Linked DNA regions of Zea mays: region 2 is linked to region 1. Evidence: chromatin contacts called from public Hi-C data. All regions are on one chromosome and are shown on one strand. The core of a region is the stretch at or near the end of the contact, and the rest is flanking DNA. Distances in the headings are between cores, read along the strand shown.

The links. Hi-C and Micro-C count contacts between places; a contact is called where the count stands out from the background.
Region 2: a Hi-C map of tassel shows a contact between it and region 1, with 4 times the contacts expected there. The contact joins the promoter of LOC541809 here to the promoter of LOC103634790 in region 1. A contact is called at or near these places in 2 of 25 Hi-C or Micro-C datasets (ear and tassel).

Annotation. Positions count from the first base shown.
Region 1 is chr8:12,354,647-12,358,119 of Zm-B73-REFERENCE-NAM-5.0, forward strand. It overlaps LOC103634790, which reads left to right and starts at 1,756. Exons shown (of 1, transcript XM_008657382.4): 1 at 1,756-2,950. The coding sequence starts at 2,099. The coding sequence ends at 2,662.
Region 2 is chr8:13,194,055-13,198,058 of Zm-B73-REFERENCE-NAM-5.0, forward strand. It overlaps LOC541809 (glucose translocator 1), which reads left to right and starts at 1,568. Exons shown (of 13, transcript NM_001319776.1): 1 at 1,568-1,809; 2 at 2,575-2,686; 3 at 2,875-2,942; 4 at 3,164-3,296; 5 at 3,376-3,475; 6 at 3,590-3,702; 7 at 3,928-4,004. The coding sequence starts at 1,572. It overlaps TRNAT-AGU (transfer RNA threonine (anticodon AGU)), which reads left to right and starts at 331; the gene lies at 331-404.

The DNA of each region.
Region 1 (3,473 bases), core at 506-3,005:
CGCGGCTGGCGCTCGCGCGCAACCCGAGGAGGCAGCCCCCCGAAGCGGCTCAATGAGCTAGCTGGGGCAGGGTGGCGACGGCTGACGAGCCGCGGTTGGTGGTGTGGTAGGCCGGGGGTCACGTGGTTGATGGCGGTATATGTATGGGAACCTAACCGCACGTCGGCCTACCGCTAGCTAAACGTGGACCAGGGCCAAACAAAAGCTATAGTACAACGAGAGCGGGGCTACGGGCTACGGCTAACCCACCCAGACCAGACGCGAAGGCTAGCTGCTGTGCTGACCGTTGGGCACCTCAAGGCTCAAGCCGAGCAAAGCAGAATCGCTGTCGGCTCTGGGCTCCGCTCGCGGACGCGAGTCGTGCAGGGCGCCGGACTTGAACCGCAGCAGATAGCGGACCCGAGAATCGAATTCAAACCAGAAAAACCGGGGGACGGGAAAAAAAAAGCGACACGCTCGTGCCGGATGGCCCCAGAGTCCCGATCTCGACGCCCCCCACGCCTTTTGCGCATAGACCCCCGCCACGATTCGTTATCCCGCGCTGCCTCTCGCGGTTAATTGTATTCGGAAAAGTGCCCCTGGGCGGGTCGGTTTTTAGTCCACCCACCGTTTTGCGCCGCGGACCCTGGGAGAGCTGGGTTTCGCAGGGGGAAGGGTGGGTGGGTGGGTCACATGCTTGGTGCTGCCTGGCTTCGGAGCGTGGCCTAGCCTAGCCTAGGTGGTTGGGTGCACCGTACATTTGGATCGGGTTGGGTTGGCTTTTGGCTCCCGGTGGTCCTGCGGTCATATGCGTACGGCGCGTCGAATCTTAAGACACACGGATGGACACAACCCTTCGAAATGCAGGATTTACAGAAGAAGAACTGATAATACTTTTCCTCTTATCTAGTCCCTCTATTTCCGGTATATGAATTGTAACTACTTTTTATTTTAGTCGTATTATAAAAGACGTGCTCCCTTTTAACATGCATGTAACAATAGCACTAGAGAGAGAATTAAATATATCTCTTGGCCTTTAAATTAGAGGTGCTTATGATTACACCTTATATAAATACAGAGGGAGTATATAGTTTCTCAGTTTATAAATTTTATTACCGACCATATATATTATACAGTGTGTGAAGTTCATAAAACACACAACAGCAGAAAATCTGTGAGGTTCAGAACCTACCTGTCTCTGAACGGATTTTTGACCGGGTTATTGCTGACCGCACCATGCAAGCACGTCCTCGAAATCTTTTTCAGACGGGAATAATACGCCTTTAAAAATATAGCTGGCTCCACCTCATCTTCCAAGCTAAAAAGAGACCCGCCCGAGCTAAAGACCCCCCCCCCCCCCCCCCCCCCCCCCACCGCTAACCAATACAGCCAGCCAGTCAGCCAGACAGACGGATGGATGGCTTTTCAAAGGTCAGAAAAGAAAAACCGTGACAGAAATATCGGAGGTGGCCGTCGCCGTTCAAACGCCCCAATCCACCACCCATCCAGTATTCCAGTCTAGGGAGGGCGTGGACAAAACAAAATAGGCAGGCGCGGGCGGCCACGGCCACGGCCACGCGACCCGGCCGGGCCTTCCGCCTTCCAGATGGCGTGCGGTGCCTCAGCCAGGCGCGCGCGCACCCATCACAGTCCCCGTCCGTCCGTGTCCGTGTCCGTGTCCGTTCGTCGCGGCGCGCGCAGCCCCCAACCGGCAACCAAATAAAGAAAAAGCTAGCAAAAGATAAGCTAACAAGCAGTAGTACTACTCCCTGGCTGCACCGCCACCACCGCACCAGACCAGACCAAACCAAACCGCGCGAGCGATTTTTGCGGCAAACCCCCTGCGAGAAACGTCGTCCGCAGAGCCACCCACCACGGGCAGGGCTATATAAGCCGGCCCCCCCAACTCGGCGTCGCTGCGCAAAACACCTCGCCTTTTGTACTCTTGCGTCTCTGCCCTCGCGTTATCGCCTTCGTCACGCTCGCTCGCCTGGCTGGCTTGTGCCTTGCCTTGCTCGGCGTACGCGAACGCAGCGAGAGGGAGGAGCAAGGAAATAGAGAGAGACAGAGAGAGAGAGAGAAAAAATCAAGTCATCCCCCTTTCCTCTGAGCTCGTTCCATGGAGAACTCTTCTCACAAGCGGGCGCGGGAGGCGGGCGACCTCGTCGCCGGCGGCTGCGGAGAGGAGGGCTCGCCGCAGGCCGACGCCAAGAGGCTGCGGCCGCAGGACCTGCTCGACATGCTGGAGGACGACACCGACGCGGCCGCGGCCGGCGACCTAGCGTCGGTCATGCGGAGCCTGGAGGAGGAGATAGCCAGCTTCGACGAGGCCGCGGAGGCGCCGGCGCCGGCGCCGGAGCTGGGCTTCCTGCTCGAGGCCTCGGACGACGAGCTGGGGCTGCCGCCCGCCTCCTCTTCGGAGGAGGAGGAGGCCGGGCGCGCGGGGGCGCCGTTCCCGCCCGCGCTCGACGGCCAGATCTGGGGCTTCGAGGACGAGATCGTGGACGGAGGCGGCTTCGGCGGCTACTCGCCGGAGGCCGCGGCCGCGGCCGCTGCCTCCGCCGCCGCCGCCGCGTGGGACGACGACGGCTTCGGCGCCGGCCTCTTCGCGTTCGGCGGCGACGACGCGTGTGGCCCGTCGGATCTCGCGGCCCTGCGCCACGAGACCATGCCCGCCGTCTGATGGCCATCCCCAGGGCCCAGGCAGCCGCAGCCAGTCGATTAGCCTTCCTTTTTTTTATTTTTACCTTTGTTGGCTAACCTTAGCGAGCGGGCACCCATTTTTTTGACCTGGATGTAAAGTTTTTAGAAGGGTGAAAAAACAGGGGGCGTGGAAAAAACTTGGGAGGAAGGTTCAGAGCAAGGGGAGAAGAAGATCAAAAAAAAAATCTGGAGATGGATTCTTCCTTCTTTTTTTGTCCCTGGAATTTATTTCTCGCTTCGGTAGAAAAAGCAAATAAGCAAGCAAGTATATAACGTTATTATATTAATTATTAATTATATTAATAAAATGATAAACAGTAAAGCCAGAAAGACAGATAATAATGCAACGATGGTTGCGTGGATGGAGATGGGCGATGACAGTGACACATGTGGCCGACGGAAGGACGCTGACCCAGTGACGTGACTGTGACTGCTCAAAAAAAGAATATCTTGATGAATTATGGACCGTGAAAAAAGGATGGAAATGCTTGGACGGTTCCACCACTCCAAAGTTGGAAGAATCCGACGGTCGATAGCACGCAAGTACGGTTGACCAGGAACAGGAAACTGTTTACTCTCTCTCTCTCTCCTAAAATAACTGCTTATTCTCTATCCTTGACGCCTTCCTCTCAAAATAATTAACCTATGTCCTAAAATAGCCTGTCACTCTCTTTTCTAAAATAATTAGCTCCTTTGTCTCATAATAATTAACCTGTCCTGAAGCTACTGTTTGTTCTCTACTATGCTAAAATAGATGACGCTTTCCTATCAAACGTTGAATGACTCAAATT
Region 2 (4,004 bases), core at 318-2,817, 840 kb after region 1:
TAAGGTATAAAAAAGAAATGAGATTAACTAAGAGCATCTCCAATAGCGTGATATATTAAAATGACCTATAATTTAGAAATGAGTAAATTTTATTGAATTTAGGGTATCAACAAAATATTATGCTTCGACAGTAAAGCCTCAAACATATATTATACGGCAGACCACTACGGTGTAGTATATTTGAGACATTTGAGAGAGTGCCCTATATTTTTTGACTGAATTTTATAAAATGAGGTATTGTTGGAGTAGTTTTTGCTGTGCAGAATAATATATTTTAGAAGAAAATATTTCTTTCAACGAAAGTAATTATAATTTTTAAGAAAAACAACAGCTTTCGTAGCTCAGTTGGTTAGAGCACCCGTTTAGTAAGCGGGAGGTCTTGAGTTCAACTCTCAACGAAAGCAATTATAATTTTTATCTTTAAATTTTAAGGAAACCTTTTTATAAATCTCATACCATATAATAACTAGCCCGGGTTAATTTTAATAAGTTATAATCTTTAAGAACAACAGACACTCATAGGAAAATATATGATTTTTTATCCTCTAGAATTTGTTATATCGTAGCAGCTTATCCTATAGACACGTCTAGTGTCATCGGTGTTTTGCACCGGGCAAGGTGTGCAGTCCTAACAGCTCTAACTAAAAACATGATAGATCACAGAAATAACTCATTTGGTAAGCTTGCTTTAAAAAAAACACAACTGCTGAGTATTGACATTGTCTCACATGTATTTAAGGACAAATTCAGATGCATTTTCAAATATGTGCTAGTATTAAGTGTCACATATATCATAACTTATGATACATAAATCAATGTCACATATTTATTAGATAATAGAATTTTCATACAAAAATAGCTAAGTAAAATTTTGAGGTACGAGTTTAAGGTATTGTAGTAGATGTTCTAAGTACGCCGAAGGAGCTTGATGATAAAAAAGACGGGTTTCATAAAAACAATATCCTGGGAGGTTCTCATCCGACGAGCAACTGTACCCCCACCGTGTTGTGTTAAAGTCGTCGAGTCAAGCCAATCCATACCGACTATCGGCTCACCCACGTCACCAGTGTTGTGTTGTAAGCCTACTAAAATTTGCTGTTATTGATTTTTGGACCCTTTCATTTCATCAGGTGCACGCGTCGATGTCGTTGCCAGCACGGTAAGTCCTCCGAGTCATGTAGCCATCAGCAGGAAGCCTTTAGAAAAAAAAAGTAAGGATTCCTTTAGATAAGTAGATTTCGAGTTTTTTTTTCGTTTTCTGTTTTTTATCGTGTGAAATTCGTACACACATTCCAGCGAAATTCCTGCGTTGAAAGAAGTCCGGCCCCATCCGCTGCTTAACTATCGGATCTTGCGAAGGCATCGTCCTCTTCGTCTCCTTCGTCGTCCTATCTTATAATCGCATTTCGAAATCCCCAAACGGAAGCATCGCCACTCTTCCGAACCTGTAGTCGCTTACCCACTGCCAACTCAGCGCCATACTGTTGAATTTTTTTTTTACCTATTTCTATTTATGGTGATGGTGGTGGTGGTGTGCGATCGCAGGAACAATCACCACCGTTATTAAGAAGATGATGCGCTGCGCTGCAACGGGCGGCGGGTGCGTCGCTTCGTGGAGCGGCGATCGGAGATTGCCGGCGGTCAACCCCTGCAGCGTGCGGATGCCGACGGGCAACGATGGGTGGTGCGCCGGCCTGAGGTCGCGGGCGGCGGATCTCGCCGGCCTCGAGATGGCCAACCTGCGCGGCGGCGTCGGGGGGCTCTTCCGCGCGAGCCCGCGCTACGGGCGCTTGCAAGCCACGGCGGCAGGTGCGTCTCGGGCTACGGATAAGATTGATGCATTGTACTTGTGGATCGATTCGGTTGGGGTTGGTGTCACGAACACACGCTTGTGGTACTGGGGCTGGGGGGGGGGGGGGGGGGGGGGGGTTGGTTCCGGGAGAGGGGGTAATGTAACTGCTGACTGCAGTTAGATTCTGTGACAGCTGCCAGGGGATCGTGATATTGGATCTAGAGGTCGATGGATTTGGTAGTCCATGTTTTATGCTCAGCACCGTTGTTGTGTTTGCGTTGGGTATTCATCGAAACGCGGTGCATTTTCACTATCTCGATATGCTGATGTGATCGTCCTGGGTGGTGGTTAGTTGGGGACCTGCCGTGCTTATTATTTGATTCAGGTTTTTGAGGCGTCATAATATGTGTTATGGTCCCTCTGAACCCTGTGGGGGTGATGATCCTGAGCTGAATGCCTCTACTATGAATGCAATTTTTATTTGTAATTTTGAATAGTGCAAATATTTGTTTTTAAGAAAGGCAGGAGCATTGCCACTCACAATTAAATTAAGTCGCTTTTTAGAAACCAGAGAAAGCGGGTACTTGTAGAAGAGGAATCTGCATGATTATGGAGTCCATGTATTTTGTGTGACCCATAACGGAAGGTGATGTGGGTAGATTACTATATCACCTTCAGTGTTGCAGATGTTTTTCATCTGCACACTTTTCTACTGCAAGTTTAAATGACAGATGATGTTCAGTCTCTGCATTCTCTCAACTCATTTGACTATCCTTTTACAGTTGACCCTGAAGATATTCCATTGGAGAAGGTTCAAGTTAAATCCTCAGGACATGTTCTGCCATATGTTGGCGTTGCTTGTTTGGGGGCTATTCTGTTTGGTTACCATCTTGGGTATGTACTTTATTGCTGCTACAAGATGCTTGTTTCTTAAGCACAATTGGATGAAGCATAATTTACTGCATTTTAATTGACAAAAATGAATAATGAGCTGGAAGTATAACAGTTACATCTTTTCTGCACTTCTGTTGTGGACACAAAAACTGTTAGTTAATAGCATGAATCCGTGTTATGGAATGTAGTGTGGTCAATGGCGCACTTGAATATCTCGCGAAGGATCTTGGGATTGCTGAAAATGCTGTCTTGCAGGGTATGGCATACTTTTACATGCTCAACTTAATACTTTTTCTTGGTGTTTGTAAAGGAACATCTGACATTTGGATTGATTGTGCCACGTAATGTTTTTTTTTTTGCCAAGAAATACAATTGTCATGTTTTCTATAGTAGAAGATAGATGTCTATAATCACTCAATGATAACAGTTGCTTCTGTGCTTGCCATATGGTTCACTAGACATGTGTTTGTTACTCAGGGTGGGTGGTTAGCACATCCTTGGCTGGTGCAACACTAGGTTCTTTTACTGGGGGTTCTTTGGCAGATAAATTTGGGCGGACAAGAACATTCATCCTGGATGCAGTCCCACTTGCTCTAGGTGCATTCTTGAGGTGTGTTTTGAACTATTTAGTTGTAACTTGTAAGTGTACACTGTTATCTTTTGTGAAACTGACACACGGGCATATGCAGTGCAACAGCTCAAGATATCCGCACAATGATTATTGGCCGATTGCTTGCTGGAATTGGTATCGGGGTCTCATCTGCTCTTGTACCCCTTTACATATCTGAGGTTGTGATACGTTGACATGACAGTTGCTTTGTTCAAAACCTAATGCTGTTGTGATATGTACTTCTGCCTGTGTTGATGAACATCCCCAACAAATGAATTTCCTGTACTCTGCAGATCTCACCAACTGAAATTCGTGGAACACTTGGTACCGTTAATCAACTTTTTATTTGCATTGGAATTCTTGCAGCTTTGTTAGCTGGATTGCCTCTGGCAGGAAATCCTGCCTGGTAAGTTTTCCATTTGCTTGTTCATTTGTTTTCCCGCTTCATTTTACCTTTTGATTAATGGAAGCAATATTTGGATTTTGACAGTGGAAGAACTACACATTTTTTTTATTCAACCTTTCTAACCTATAAATTAGATTTAGATATGAAATTCATATGGCAACAAACTCTATATTATCATATATGGTTATATTATTGCTTTCGTCATTTGGAACTGTATTTAATCAGGTGGAGGACAATGTTTGGAATTGCTGTAGTTCCATCCATTCTGCTGGCTGTAGGAATGGCCTTTTCGCCTGAAAGCC